4 separate regions of the Mus musculus genome follow, and regions 1, 2 and 4 are each linked to region 3. Evidence: chromatin contacts called from public ChIA-PET, Hi-C and HiChIP or PLAC-seq data. All regions are on one chromosome and are shown on one strand. Each heading gives the region's core, a stretch centred on a gene start, on an enhancer-like site or on the middle of the called end of the contact. The rest is flanking DNA. Distances are from core to core; before and after follow the strand shown.

The links. Hi-C and Micro-C count contacts between places; a contact is called where the count stands out from the background. ChIA-PET counts read pairs in DNA pulled down with a chosen protein or histone mark. HiChIP or PLAC-seq counts read pairs in DNA pulled down with a chosen protein or histone mark.
Region 1: a contact with region 3 is called in an RNA polymerase II ChIA-PET map of memory CD8 T cells, with 89 read pairs. The contact joins the enhancer-like site here to the promoter of Parp8 in region 3. A contact is called at or near these places in 6 of 39 promoter capture datasets (the C10 cell line, the HPC-7 cell line, cranial neural crest and 3 more), 4 of 115 datasets of contacts at active chromatin or transcription factors (bone marrow-derived macrophages, embryonic stem cells, memory CD8 T cells and 1 more) and 1 of 9 other capture datasets (adipose tissue).
Region 2: a contact with region 3 is called in a Hi-C map of the N1E-115 cell line, with 1.9 times the contacts expected there. The contact joins the enhancer-like site here to the promoter of Parp8 in region 3. A contact is called at or near these places in 1 of 39 promoter capture datasets (the C10 cell line) and 1 of 484 Hi-C or Micro-C datasets (the N1E-115 cell line).
Region 4: an H3K4me3 HiChIP or PLAC-seq map of bone marrow-derived macrophages shows a contact between it and region 3, with 6 times the contacts expected there. The contact joins the enhancer-like site here to the promoter of Parp8 in region 3. A contact is called at or near these places in 11 of 39 promoter capture datasets (the 3T3-L1 cell line, 3T3-L1-derived adipocytes, the C10 cell line and 8 more), 1 of 15 datasets of contacts at CTCF or cohesin (CD8 T cells), 54 of 484 Hi-C or Micro-C datasets (B cells, the C10 cell line, CD4 T cells and 41 more), 13 of 115 datasets of contacts at active chromatin or transcription factors (DN3 thymocytes, the NIH/3T3 cell line, bone marrow-derived macrophages and 8 more) and 2 of 9 other capture datasets (adipose tissue and liver).

What each region holds. Positions count from the first base shown.
Region 1 is chr13:117,259,240-117,262,256 of GRCm38.p6, forward strand. The region is part of intron 4 of Emb (embigin); the gene reads left to right. Among named protein-coding and RNA genes, the nearest start is that of Emb, 40 kb to the left of the region's middle. Within about 2 kb of position 1,657, at least 34 of the 459 cell types and tissues checked have an H3K27ac peak or open chromatin away from gene starts, as enhancers often do. A contact at or near this core is called in the HPC-7 cell line, hematopoietic stem and progenitor cells and memory CD8 T cells, where this site is marked.
Region 2 is chr13:116,827,467-116,830,615 of GRCm38.p6, forward strand. The region is part of intron 3 of 4930435F18Rik (RIKEN cDNA 4930435F18 gene); the gene reads right to left. Among named protein-coding and RNA genes, the nearest start is that of 4930435F18Rik, 9.1 kb to the right of the region's middle. Within about 2 kb of position 1,670, at least 31 of the 459 cell types and tissues checked have an H3K27ac peak or open chromatin away from gene starts, as enhancers often do. A contact at or near this core is called in the N1E-115 cell line, where this site is marked.
Region 3 is chr13:117,024,172-117,027,149 of GRCm38.p6, forward strand. Parp8 (poly (ADP-ribose) polymerase family, member 8) reads right to left here and starts at 1,360. Exons shown (of 27, transcript NM_001081009.2): 1 at 1,194-1,360; 2 at 1,005-1,106; 3 at 4-58. The coding sequence starts at 1,095.
Region 4 is chr13:117,194,718-117,197,839 of GRCm38.p6, forward strand. No RefSeq gene overlaps it. Among named protein-coding and RNA genes, the nearest start is that of Emb, 24 kb to the right of the region's middle. Within about 2 kb of position 1,429, at least 86 of the 459 cell types and tissues checked have an H3K27ac peak or open chromatin away from gene starts, as enhancers often do. A contact at or near this core is called in B cells, CD8 T cells, the HPC-5 cell line and 21 more, where this site is marked.

The DNA of each region.
Region 1 (3,017 bases), core at 407-2,906, 240 kb after region 3:
GGTAAAATCTCTGAGTTCAAGACCAACCTGGTCTACAGAGTGAGTTCTAGGACATACAGACATACACAGAGAAACCCTGTCTCAGAAAGCGAAGACAAATCTCATAGTAGATAATGCAAAACTTTAATGATGAGATTTTGGTAATATAGCATGTATTGAGCCTGGCCCTGGTTCAGTCACCTGCCTTCCCTGAGAATTTCCCTAATAGCCTGACTGTCACCCATAGTTGCCTTAGCTGCCTTTGGTTCCAATGATAATGTCTAGTTGCCCTTGAAATGAGCATGACTTTGGGCCAGTGTTCTAGCCTGTGAAGGTACAAGCTCAAAGCTTTATTTTTGTAACTTTTGGACAGCTATGACTTTGACTAAGTAGATTCAATCCAAGATTTCCAGATGCTACTTTGAGTTAGAAATTTCACCATCCGGTCCTGAGGCCTCCCCATCCCCCATGTGTCCAACTTTACTCAAAATTTCAAAATACTAAGAAGGGACATTAGAATACTATCGCCCTGCCCTTGTATCAATACGTGTGTTTAGACATGAGTAGTAGCCCAGAACAAACTGATCCTCAGTATAGTTAAAAAAAACTCCTAGGTCCGAAGTGGTAGCTTCATGCCTTTAATCTCAGCACTCTGGAGGCAGAGGCATGTAGATATCTTTAAGCCAGTCCAGTTTATCTAGTGAAATCTAGGCCAGCCAGAACTACCCAGTGAGTCCCTAACTCATTTCATATATATGTGTGTGTGTGTGTGTGTGTGTGTGTGTGTGTGTGTATAAAATTCAATTCTCTACGGCTATTGATAGTCACACTGAGCCAAGCAGAGATGGTGGGAAGCCGGGCAGTTTTAGAAAACATATGTTGTTCAACTAAGTTCTAAATTTCTGTTTGACGGTTGAGACACAAAAGAGAGTAAGAGAGAAAGGATTTTGTTTTCAACACTTGAGCTGCTCTCTGTTTCTGAGTTGTCACCCGATGTCACTGACTTGGGCTGTAGCCTTTTCCCAGCATTCAGATGGGAAAAGTGTGAGGTCACAGTCATGGCTTCTTATCCAGCTCTTACAGATTGCCCGGTTGTCTTGACTAGCCCTCCTCGCTGCCAGTTATGTGTCCTGAGCATCTCCTTCACAAAGCCTTACTGAAAAAACAGCAGTTTCTCCTGTTGTGGAAATTAATCCCAACCCAGGGTTTCTACCTGTGTTGGAAAATTTAGTTCCCAGATTAAAAACACACAGCCTTTATATTTACACCAAGCCTTAAACAGTACAAAAGCTGGGCAGCTGCCTACCCTCCATGCTGTTAGAATCTACCTTCCTGTTGATAACCCCGAATTATTACTTACTATGTTTCATCTGGGATGCTCTGAACTCTTAATTGTCCAGCCCCTGGGGCCACAGTTTCTTTACTCTTAACCCATGGCAGCTTCTCTTTCTCCCCCTGCACCTTCTTCTCCTCATGGTTCCTTTCTGACCCCCAAGCCTGGGAAACCTCAACCCCACCTACATCTCTTCTGCCCAGCTACTGGCTGCTGGCATCTTTATTTACCAATCAGAGGTAACTTGGGGGCCAAGGTATATGTGTGCAGACTCATCTCTGGAACAACCAGGTCTTGGGGGCCCACACTTAGCATTAAGACCAAACCTCGACATCCTGTTCCCTCAATCTCTGTCAAAACTTGTCAATCTTTTGCTCATATTTCAACACATCATTTCCTGCTAAAGCATGGCCTAATTTTGAGACGGAAGCATGGCGTGCTGACTAGTTTTGTGTCCGTTTACCAGAAGTTAGAATCATTTTGAAAGAGAATACCTCAAATGAGAAAGTCCCCCTCCACCCCCACCAGATTGGTTTGTGGGCAGGCCTGTTGTGCATTTTCTTGATTGTTGGTTGATGTGGAAGGGCCCTTTTCACTGTAGGTGGTGTTAACCCTGGGTTGTTGGTCCTGGGTGCTGTAGAAAGCAGGCTGAGAAAGCCATGGGGAGGTAGTCAGTAAGCAGCACTCTTCCATGGCCTTGGCAACAGTTCCTTCCTTTAGCTTCTTATCCTGCTCTGAGTTCTTGTGCTGATTTCTCTTGGTGATGGAGTATGACCTCCATGATGAGAGTTGTAAGCTGAAATAAACCCTGCCTTCCCCAAGTTGCTTTTGGTCATGGTGTTTAAACACCTCAATAAGAAACCCTAACTGAAACACGTGCCAGGTTTAGAAAATAGAGTATCTAAAAGAGAAAGAGCCCAGGAGAGCAAACACTGACCCTGACCAATGCTGGGCTTCTGAATTTGCCCTTCAGGACGCTGTTAACTTAACCATGAGCTGAGCCTGGCACAAGAAGTCCATGAACCAGGACTCTAAAAGAACCTCCCATTTCTGCTCTCCACATGGGCCTTGAGAATTATAGCTCAATTCCCTTTCAGGTTTGGAGGGGACCAAACCTATGATAGCTTCAGAAAATGGTGAGGCAAGTCCTGATCCATAGGTCTCTAATTGGTACCTCTTCTAAAATATTGGGGACCCCTCTATGCCCTAGAGTAACCCATCAGCCCTCAAACATGGTGCTACCATAATAGAGCCATACGTAATGCTGCATGCTTCGTGAAGACGTCTGGTGAGATGGTGGTGTGTGTGCAGCTGGAAGCATGAGGGTGCTTTGTCAGGATTTCTGATTGTAGCTTAGTCCCCCACTTTACAGTCTCCCCTCCTCACAGCAAAACCACAGATTGGGAAATGTGCATAAAAAGGAGCCAAATCATGTGATTGTTGGCTAGCCAGGAATACAAGCCTTGCCTGTATTATAGTGAATCTAATCTGTTTTCTACAACCTGAACTGTGCCTAGTGTTGATGACTCAGAGAAGAAGGTGTGAGTTCATCTGAGTAGGGGGAAACAGAGTAGATAGCGATGGTGTTATTTATTTCTCTAAATTTCCAGTTCTAGAAAACAGATCAGCCAGTCAGTGTACTACCATACCAGCAAGTATTGTCAGTTCTGTTCTTTAGGGCCAGACTCGGGAGTGTTGAATGAAA
Region 2 (3,149 bases), core at 420-2,919, 200 kb before region 3:
CTCTTTGTATATATTGGATATTAGTCCCCTATCAGATTTAGGATTGGTAAAAATCCTTTCCCAATCTGTTGGTGGCCTTTTTGTCTTATTGATAGTGTCTTTTGCCTTACAGAAACTTTGCGATTTTATGAGGTCACATTTGTCAATTCTTATCTTACAGCACAAGCCATTGTTGTTCTGTTTAGGAATTTTTCCCCTGTGCCCATATCTCCGAGGCTTTTCCCCACTTTCCCCTCTATTAATTTAATTTCAGTGTCTCTGGTTGTATGTGGAGCTCCTTGATCCACTTAGACTTGACCTTAGTACAAGGAGATAAGAATGGATCAATTCACATTCTTCTACATGATACCACCAGTTGTGCCAGCACCATTTGTTGAAAATGCTGTCTTTTTTCCACTGGATGGTTTTAGCTCCCTTGTCAAAGATCAAGTGACCATAGGTGTGTGGATTCAAGAAATACTGCATTTTAAATGGAACAAATGGGAGACAGCAACATGATGCTCAGAGAGGAAAGGAGCTTGCTGGTGAGACTGACAACCTCAGCTCCGTCTCCTGAGATCTAGGAACCATATGATGGGCTAAGAGAACAAACACATGCTGTGGCATGTGCATGTATGTTCATGTGGGCACACACAGAAACTAAAATTCAAAGGGCAAAAGAGAATTTCCTATAGAGGAAGTACCATTCAAAGAACAGTAAAAATTATAAAATTTGGACAAAAGTAGAAAACATTTTCAAGTGATGAAAGAAAAAGGAAGAAAAGAATGAATGGAAGATAGGAAAATGGAAGAGAGGAGAGGGAAAGGGAGGGAAGGGAGGGGAAGGGAAAGGAAGGGAGAGGAGAGAAGGGAAGTGCTAGGGGAGGGAGTGAAGGGGAGAGAGGAGAAGGGAAGGGAAAGGAGGAGAGGGAAAGGAAGGGAAGAAAGAAAGGAGACAGGAGAAGAGAGGGGAATAGAGGGGGAAAGAGGAGGGAGGACGGGAGTGGAGAGGAATGTAATGTGAACTCATTCATGGACAAGACCTTTAGGTGTACAAAGGAACTGAAAGCCTTCTCAAAGGAATCCATTTCAAGCTAGAGTGCTTTCACACAATTTCCAAGAATAACAAACAATCAAGGCTTACATAGCAGCACATGTTTTCTACCTTGTGGCTCTCATAAAGTTGATCTATGATTAGATTTTAGAAAATCTTACAACCTTTCAATATCAAATGCACAACCTTGTTCCTCAAGATGACTGACTTGACAACACAATTTTCTCATCACATTCAAAGACTTTTGTCACCAAGGGACCCAGGAAATGAAGATTTCTAAATCATAGTAATATTTTCACAATGAGATCACTTGTGTTGAAACCTCATGGAAACTTGAGGTCTCTCCTCATTGGAACTTGGCATATAAGGTGGAGGAGAAAGGTTTCCTTAGTCAGCAAAAAGCATGAAAAGTTATCTTTTAAATTTATAAAATATCAAGGACTTGAAAACTACTGGTGTGGGTATCAATGAAGAACCAGTGAAGAGACTCCAGTGACAGGAAGCTGAAAAGACCTTAGGAAATGGAAATGTTCAAAGAAAAGCAACAGTGCTGCGCTTAGGGTGTGTGTGTGAGGAATGATTGAGTTCTATGCTTGCGTGTAATCCCATATGAACAAAACCAGCACATGCTGGAAGGCGGGTGGGGTGACCTCTCTCTATGAGTCATATACAGAAGCTTTGAGTCAGCCTCTGGATTTCCTGATGATATAAACCAAGGCATTTAACCCAACCATATAAAACCTCAAGCAGGGGAACACAGAGACAGTCCAATAGTTTAAAAGACTTCTTTCAAGCAGATGTTGCAACATCCTCTCTGGATCATCTAACATCCAAATGATCATGATATGCTCTTAGCCCTGAGCACAAGAAATAGGCCTGTTTTTTATAAGACTAAGATTCCAGAGTGACACTGTCTTCCCTAAATCCCAACGCTGTTCTTATTTTCTGCACAACTGTCATCTGTCAATAAGATTATTGCCCAGTCTTAGCCAACTGTCACGCTGCATCCATCTGGCAGCTGGAGGAAAGCACACCTCTGACATTAGATGATGCATCAGTGGTTAGAAAGAAAATGAAAGGTGCCTGATGTTTACTGTAGTGGAGCAGCATAAAACCTGAGGGCATTATCCAATTAGCATTCCTCAAACAAGTCACAGTTGAAGCATCAATTGCCACTGAGAGTCACTTTTAACAAGACTAGACATTATAGTGAGTTGGGCTTTGTAATAAAATAAACAAAGTATTGACATTAAGAGACTATAAAATTAGATGGCTTTTTTTTCCAGAATGGCATGCCATGGCTATCAGAATTTTTTATGTACATTTAATTTCCTTGCTTCTGATTTTTAAATGGTTTTGCAGCATAGATCCGAGGTCCTTAGTATAGGTATGAAGCCCCTTTGTAGTTCAGACCTTATTTTCTTTTGGGTTTTACTGTTACAATCCTCAAACATCAAGTTTATACCATGTTCATGAAAAAAAAAAAAGACACTAAGAACTCTAAGGAATTATACATTTCCTAGCCTGTCTCTATTTGCATTTTTCCTTGGATACTCCTAGTGATACTTGGAAATCACTACTGTTTTCCTACCAATTTCTCCTGTGAACCTCAAATATCCCTAAAATCTTTAAGGACAACAACAAAAAAAATCTCTTCCTTCAATGTTCCAATAGTTTGTTTCCACCTTTTCACCTTAATACATTGATTAACACAATCTATACATTCATTTCCATGATTTTTTTCACTTACTAACTATACTGGCTGGTTTTGTGTGTCAACCTGACACAAGCTGGAGTTATCACAGAGAAAACCTCCCTTGAGATCCAGCTGTGAAGCATTTCTCAATTAGTGATCAAAGGTGGGAGGGCCCATTGTGAGTGGTGCAATCCCAGGGCTGGTAGTCCTGGATTTTCCTATAGGAAAGCAAGCTGAGCAAGCCAGGGGAAGCAAGACAGTAAGTAACATCCCTTCCATGGCCTCTGCATCAGCTGCTGCTCCCTGACCTGCTTGAGTTCCAGTCCTGACTTCCTTTGGTGATGAACAGCAATGTGGAACTTTAAGCTGAATAAATCCTTTCTACCCCAACTTGCTTCTTGGTCAGGATATTTTGTGTAG
Region 3 (2,978 bases), core at 110-2,609:
TACCTTTTGGGGCCGCCAACGTAGGTGAAAGTAAAGGTGGAGTCTGAGTATCTGAAATCTGAAACGGAAAGTCGTGTTATAAGCCACCCCATGTGTTGTTTTTAACCCCAATTCTGTCTTGAACCTACACTTTTGTGTGAGCCTAGGAGGCCCGATGGGGAGGGAAGCAAAGGCTGGAGAGCTAGGGGCCGCCAGCAGGGTGGTGCAGGAGGGGATGCGGAGCACCCCGTGGGGTGCAGCGGGAGGCCGCCCCCCGCAACAAGTGCCGGGTGCCATGGCAACAGCGGGAAATTCCCAGCCAAGCAGCCGGAAGCAGCCCCTGGCAGGCTTCGGGCTGCGAAGCCCGAACTGCCCTCGGCCTTGGATGGGGGGGTGGGAGGACGGGGAGCAAAGATGGACGCAAAGCGACCCCCAGGTTGGGCCTGCGTAGCTCGGGAACCCCGGGAATCCATCCATCCCTTCCCCGGGGCGGTGTCCTGCGCGCTCGCCGAGGAGCGGGTGCAGCGGAGGGGGCGGGAGCTCGGCCCAGCGCTGCCTTCTCCCGGGGCCTCGGCGCCTGGCGGGAGCAGCGCAGCGCAGCGCAGCGCAGCCGGTCCCTTCCCGGCCGCCGCCGCTCGGCCGATGGCGCAAAGCCGCCGGGCTCTAGCCCGCCCCGCTCGGCCACGGCTGCCGAAGCCGGGAGGCAAAGCTCGGATGCTCTGGGCACCGCCAATGGCTGGAACCCAGCGCCCGGCCCCTGCACTCTGATCGCGCGGGTCCTGCCCCAGGAGCCGGAGACTGCCCTGGCCTGGTGGGGTTTTTTGGGGGGGAGGGGGGTGGCTCGTGCCCCCCTCCTCTTTGGGTTTCAGCTCACGCCGCTGCAGCTATTTCCAAATGCACCCGGAATGGGGACTTGCCGCCCCACACTCCCAAGCTACACGCGTCGCGGTCAGAAATCTGGGCAATGGGGGTAGACAGAGGGGAGGCTGACTCCTGGTCCCAGGATCCGAGAGGCAAGAACTCACCTGCAAACAGGCAGTCTTTCTCGGCTCTTGACTTCTGGATCACGACGTCGATATCCTTCTGAATTCTCTCTTGCCTTGAACACATCCCCATTAAATAAATCCCTGGAAAAGAAGCAGCCGCTATTTCCACTCCACCCCACCCCCCTCGCACGCTTCCAGCTTTCGTAAATATTCAGTTAAAAATGAAACCTCTGGCCGAGGCAGGGGCTGAAGGCGAAGTGGTTTCGGAAGTGATCCCGGGTGAGAGAGGAGGAGGAGGTGGAGGAGGAGGAGGAGGAGGAGGTCGGCTTTGCATTCCCAGATGTGACCGCCCAGCTGCTGCTCGCCGCTGCTGGATTCCAATTTCCTCCTGTTCTGACAATGGATGGTGATGACACGGAGTCTCACTTTCTCCCTCCCCCCCCACCCCCGCCCGGACTGACGGCCGTAGGAAAACGAGGGGCCCGAAGGGGGCCGGGGACCGCTGGAGAGCGATCGGCAGCTGTGGAGCGGCAGGCGCCGGAGAGGGGCGAGCCCCGCTCCGACTCACGCGCGCACACCCCTCGCGGCCCGCACGCCGGCCTTCCCACACCCGCGCACACTCGCGCCCGCGGGCGGCGGCCGTGCCCAGGCTGCTGCAGCGCCGCCCGCCAGCCGCAGACCCTCCCGCACCCGCCGCGGGTCACCGGGCCCGGCTGCGCGCCGCTGGGGCTTTAATAGTATCCGCCATCCGCGCAGGCTGGATTTCCCCACCCCCGACTGCCACTCGAGCCGGGAGCTGAGTGACAGTGTAGGTAGTGAAGACTCCCTGGAGCTCCCAGCCTCTCCCGCACCACCACCACCACCCCTCCTCTTTCCACCACTTTTATGAATTCGACTCCACTTTCAGAAGGAATTATGAGTCATATGGAAACCCAAGCCGGAGTGGCTGGGAGGAAGAAAGAGGGGGAAAAGAAAAAAAAATCTTTACGAATTAAAAATAAAGTGAACAAGTCTTTCCTTGTAATCACATCAGGCAAAGGGAGAAAGGCTGGAGATCACTCTAGGAGGACTCTCCCATTTCCTTATTGCCTTCTTTTTTGGTGGTGAGGTGATGGGGGTTCTTTTATTGTTTTGCTTTGCTTTTGCTTCTCAGGGTGGTTTGTTTGTTTGTTTGTTTGTCCCAGGTTTGAGAAGCTCTTTTGAAAATGAAGCCCTTTCTAGACTCCAAAGACTCTTGTTCTTCCTTTCCAGCTCTGTTCATAAGAAATTGGCCTGAGGGGACTCCCTAAGTCAGGGATACCTGGCTTGGGTCTTATTCAAAACCTCAGCCTTCTGTGGGCTGAGGCAAGGGAAAGTTTCTCCAGCCCTAATACCTTGCGCAACAAGGAAAACCATACTGTCCGCTCTCTATTGCCCTGCTTTAAGCTTATGATGGTTGGTCCACCTTTTCTGCCGCAAGGAACCTGAACCCGCTCCACCAAGCTCTTTTCTTTAGCATCGTTTCTGAGAAGTGTCCCCCAGGCAGACCATAGGTATATTGTTTTGCATTCTAAGACCAAGCAGTGTCTGGAATATAGGAGGTGTTATCAATCATGTTGTCCGGAACCTTTTAATCTTCCCGATAGGAATAGTGAGTAGGGGAAGCTTTTCCTGTGCTGGCAAGCCTGAGTCAGTACCCTGGAGCCTAGGGGCTGAACAGACACGCCCAGAAGAGTATTAGAATTTCAAACCCTTTTCAAGGCAGAGACTGACTGCTGGAAACACTCAGGCTGGAGGCTTATGGTATATATCCAGCCTTTTAACATCATCTGTATTCTCACGCTTTTCCTCTTGTAATCCTCAGTTTCCGACAGCCTTTAGTGACGGCAGAAGACAGCATACATCCCACAGCAGTTAGGTGGGGCTTTGCAGGGTTAAAGCTCTCCTTTGAGCCTGGCCTTGGACACAGTGATCCTTAACCTAACTACAGAGACAGGTCACTGTGAGACTGGTCTGAGGCCTGTAGCTGCTCAG
Region 4 (3,122 bases), core at 179-2,678, 170 kb after region 3:
TGGAACCAGGAATATGTCTGCCTACATTTTCTTACCTTTAGTTAATGCTGACATTTCCTCCCTGACTTCCTTTCTCCTTGAGCTTTCTCTGACTCCCTCGGACTTCTGCTCTTTGGATGTGGGGTTCTCAGCCACCGATGCTTTCTCATCTTTTTCTCTCTTCGGAGAGCTTCTTAACCTCATTTTTCTTTTTTTCTTTTTCTTGTTTTTAGAGAAAAAAAAAAATGGGAAGGAGTTTAACTAGGAGAGCCATGTCATTGAGTTAGGCACAGAGGTCAGCCCACAGCAGGAAGCAGCCACATGGCGAGGGGGGCTTTAGATCAGAGTAAGGACTTTAGGTTTCTTTACATATAACCAGTGAGGGTTCTGTTTGCTTGTTTGCTCTGTTTTCTCTTTTCATTTGAGATTCTCTCTCTCTGGTATTTGCTAATCTTTAGTTGTTTTATTATATTTATCTGTTTGTTTGTTTGTTTATGGAGAGAGGGTTTTTCTATGTATCCCTGGCCATCCTGGAACTCATTCTATAGACCAAGCTGCCCTCAAACTCAGAGATTCACCTGCCTCAGTCTCCCGAGTGCTGGGATTAAAGGCGTGCAACACCTCCGCTCAGTTTAGCTGTTTCATTCTTATTCAGGATTATTTAGTGGTGGTTGGAGAGATGTTTCAGCTGTTAGGCATGAGTTTGGTTCCCATCAACCACGTTTGGGGCAGAACAATCCCCGGTAACTCAAGATTCAAAGAATCCGATGTCCTCTTCTGGCATCTGGGGGAACCTCTGTGGGCACAAATGCTAATGATACTAATAATAAACCTGAAAAACAGAAACCTTTAGTTGTATAAAACCTTTATTTTAATCATTTTGTAACCTTAGAACACATTGAAATGCTGTACAAGTCCACACTGAGAATTAAGGCAACAGCTCTGATTGGAGAATTCTCAGTACTCAGCCTACAGCGTCTCTATGAAGCCATCTGTCGTAGTCCAGAACCAACCTGTACATTCACTCTCAACCCTGTGCTGATCTGATGAGTAATTTCATTCCACTCTCGGCTTGTGTTTCAGCTTCTCAGAGGGCCACACAAACTGATGTTACTAATCTTGGCAACCCACACCTCCAAGTCTGAAGACCAATCCCCAACACCTCCCCTGGGGACAGGAGGGGGCATCCGCCTCGAGGTGACCAATGAGGAACCTAAACTGGTCAGCACACACGCCCTTGTTTGAGCTTTGCCTTTCACCCTCTGGGCCATCTCAGTCTGAAAGTAGCTGGGTCTAGATCCTGCTTTCCGTGGACATAGCTCTTTTGATAGGTCCTTAACTACGACAACTCCAGTACATGCTGGTCCCCCAACCCCAAAGCGTGTGTTAACAGGCAAGCTTTTATTCCACTACCAAAAACAAAAATTTACTTCCTGTCAACAGTGAGTAGGCACTTCCGGAATGGTGAAGCTATGCTGTACGCTGCAGGAGGCCTCTGGACTGTAGTGCACGTCTCTGTATAAGAACGAGAGATACTGGAGGGAGGGGTGGGGAGGGACACAGAGAGTGGTGACCTGGGTTTTGCTTTTTGATGACCATGCATTTTTACAAATTTTGCCAGTAAACCTTTGTCTTAACCCATTGGGATTGACTTAGCAATCTTTCTAAATTCCAGCACAAAAAAAGCTCCAAATGGGGGCATTCTCTCTCTCTCTCTCTCTCTCTCTCTCTCTCTCTCTCTCTCTCTCTCTCTCATACACACACACACACACACACACACACACACACACACACACACACACAAGTCAGTTGGGAAAAAAATACTGTTTTTGTATAATCCATAAAAGTTAAAATATAGAGCCGGGCGTGATGGCGCACACCTTTAATCCCAGCACTCAGGAAACAGAGACAGGCGAATTTCTGAGTTCGAGGCCAGCCTGGTCTACAGAGTGAGTTCCAGGACAGCCAGAGAAACCCTGTCTCAAAACCCTGTCTCAAAAAAAACCAAAAATAAATAAATAAATAAATAAAAATAAAAAAGTAATAATAAAAATAAAAAAATCGATTAAAAAAAACAGTACTAACCATTACACCAAACATTTCTGTTTTGCATTTTATAATTTACATTGATGCTAAACTTTTGTCTTGATCTCCACAGCACTGGTAGATGTATATTTTTTTTAACCGTAAGAGATGGGTTTCAGTTTCTCAAAAAAAGCAAATGACAGGGTTGAAGCTCAGGACCGCTAGCTCCCCAACCCTCCTAATGTGTGAGCCGGCCCCTCCAGCGGGGCAGGCCATCTCCAGGAGGAGGCTCCCCTTTTTATCTGATTCCTCCAGTTTTGCTCCTTTTCTTCTTTGCAGGAATCTGAGGGCAAATCTTACCCTTTCGTTGAATCCTTTAACAAGCACTGCCCATGTTTATTAACTAAACAGGCGCTCTGGCAACCATTCATCTTTGAGAATGGAAACAAAGTTGCATTTATCAGAACTTAGATTAGAGTTCTGCCCATCTGTTTACTTTGCCACAATATCGCCCCGGCAAGAGCATCTACAGGATCTGAAACCTAGCATGTCTTCCTCTGCAGCAACGAACAGAAGTGAGGCTGTCATTACAAGTGCCCACATAGCTAGGCGTAGAGAGGAATTCGTTTTATGTAACTTTTACATCTTATAGTTTTTCTTAAACTAACAAAACATTTAAATCATAACATGAACTATTATTTTGGCATAAAACTCTCTGCACAGAAGAGTATTTCAGTAAAAACTGACATTTCATTCCTGATGGCGGGGGAATGCCGTCCTCCCTCATTCCTCCCCTAGTGCTCCACTGCAAAGACAGAGATAAAATTCCACACAGCCTCATTGTGAAGATGGAGATAAAAGTTTCATGTAAGACTTTGGCATCTCTGATCTTTGTCTTGTATCAACTGCTTCGCATGCAGAACACCAACATGGGCTAGATCTCTTGGAATTCCATACAGCTACAAAATATTTCCTCCAACTGATCTAAATAATCAGATTGGTTAATAGTGTTGCTTATGTGTGTGTTAGGCTGCTACACCCCCCTCCTAGTTCTAATTTGAGCTAGGAAATGGAACTATTAGTAAATGAGAGAGTGGTGGTATAGCTCAGTGGTAGGG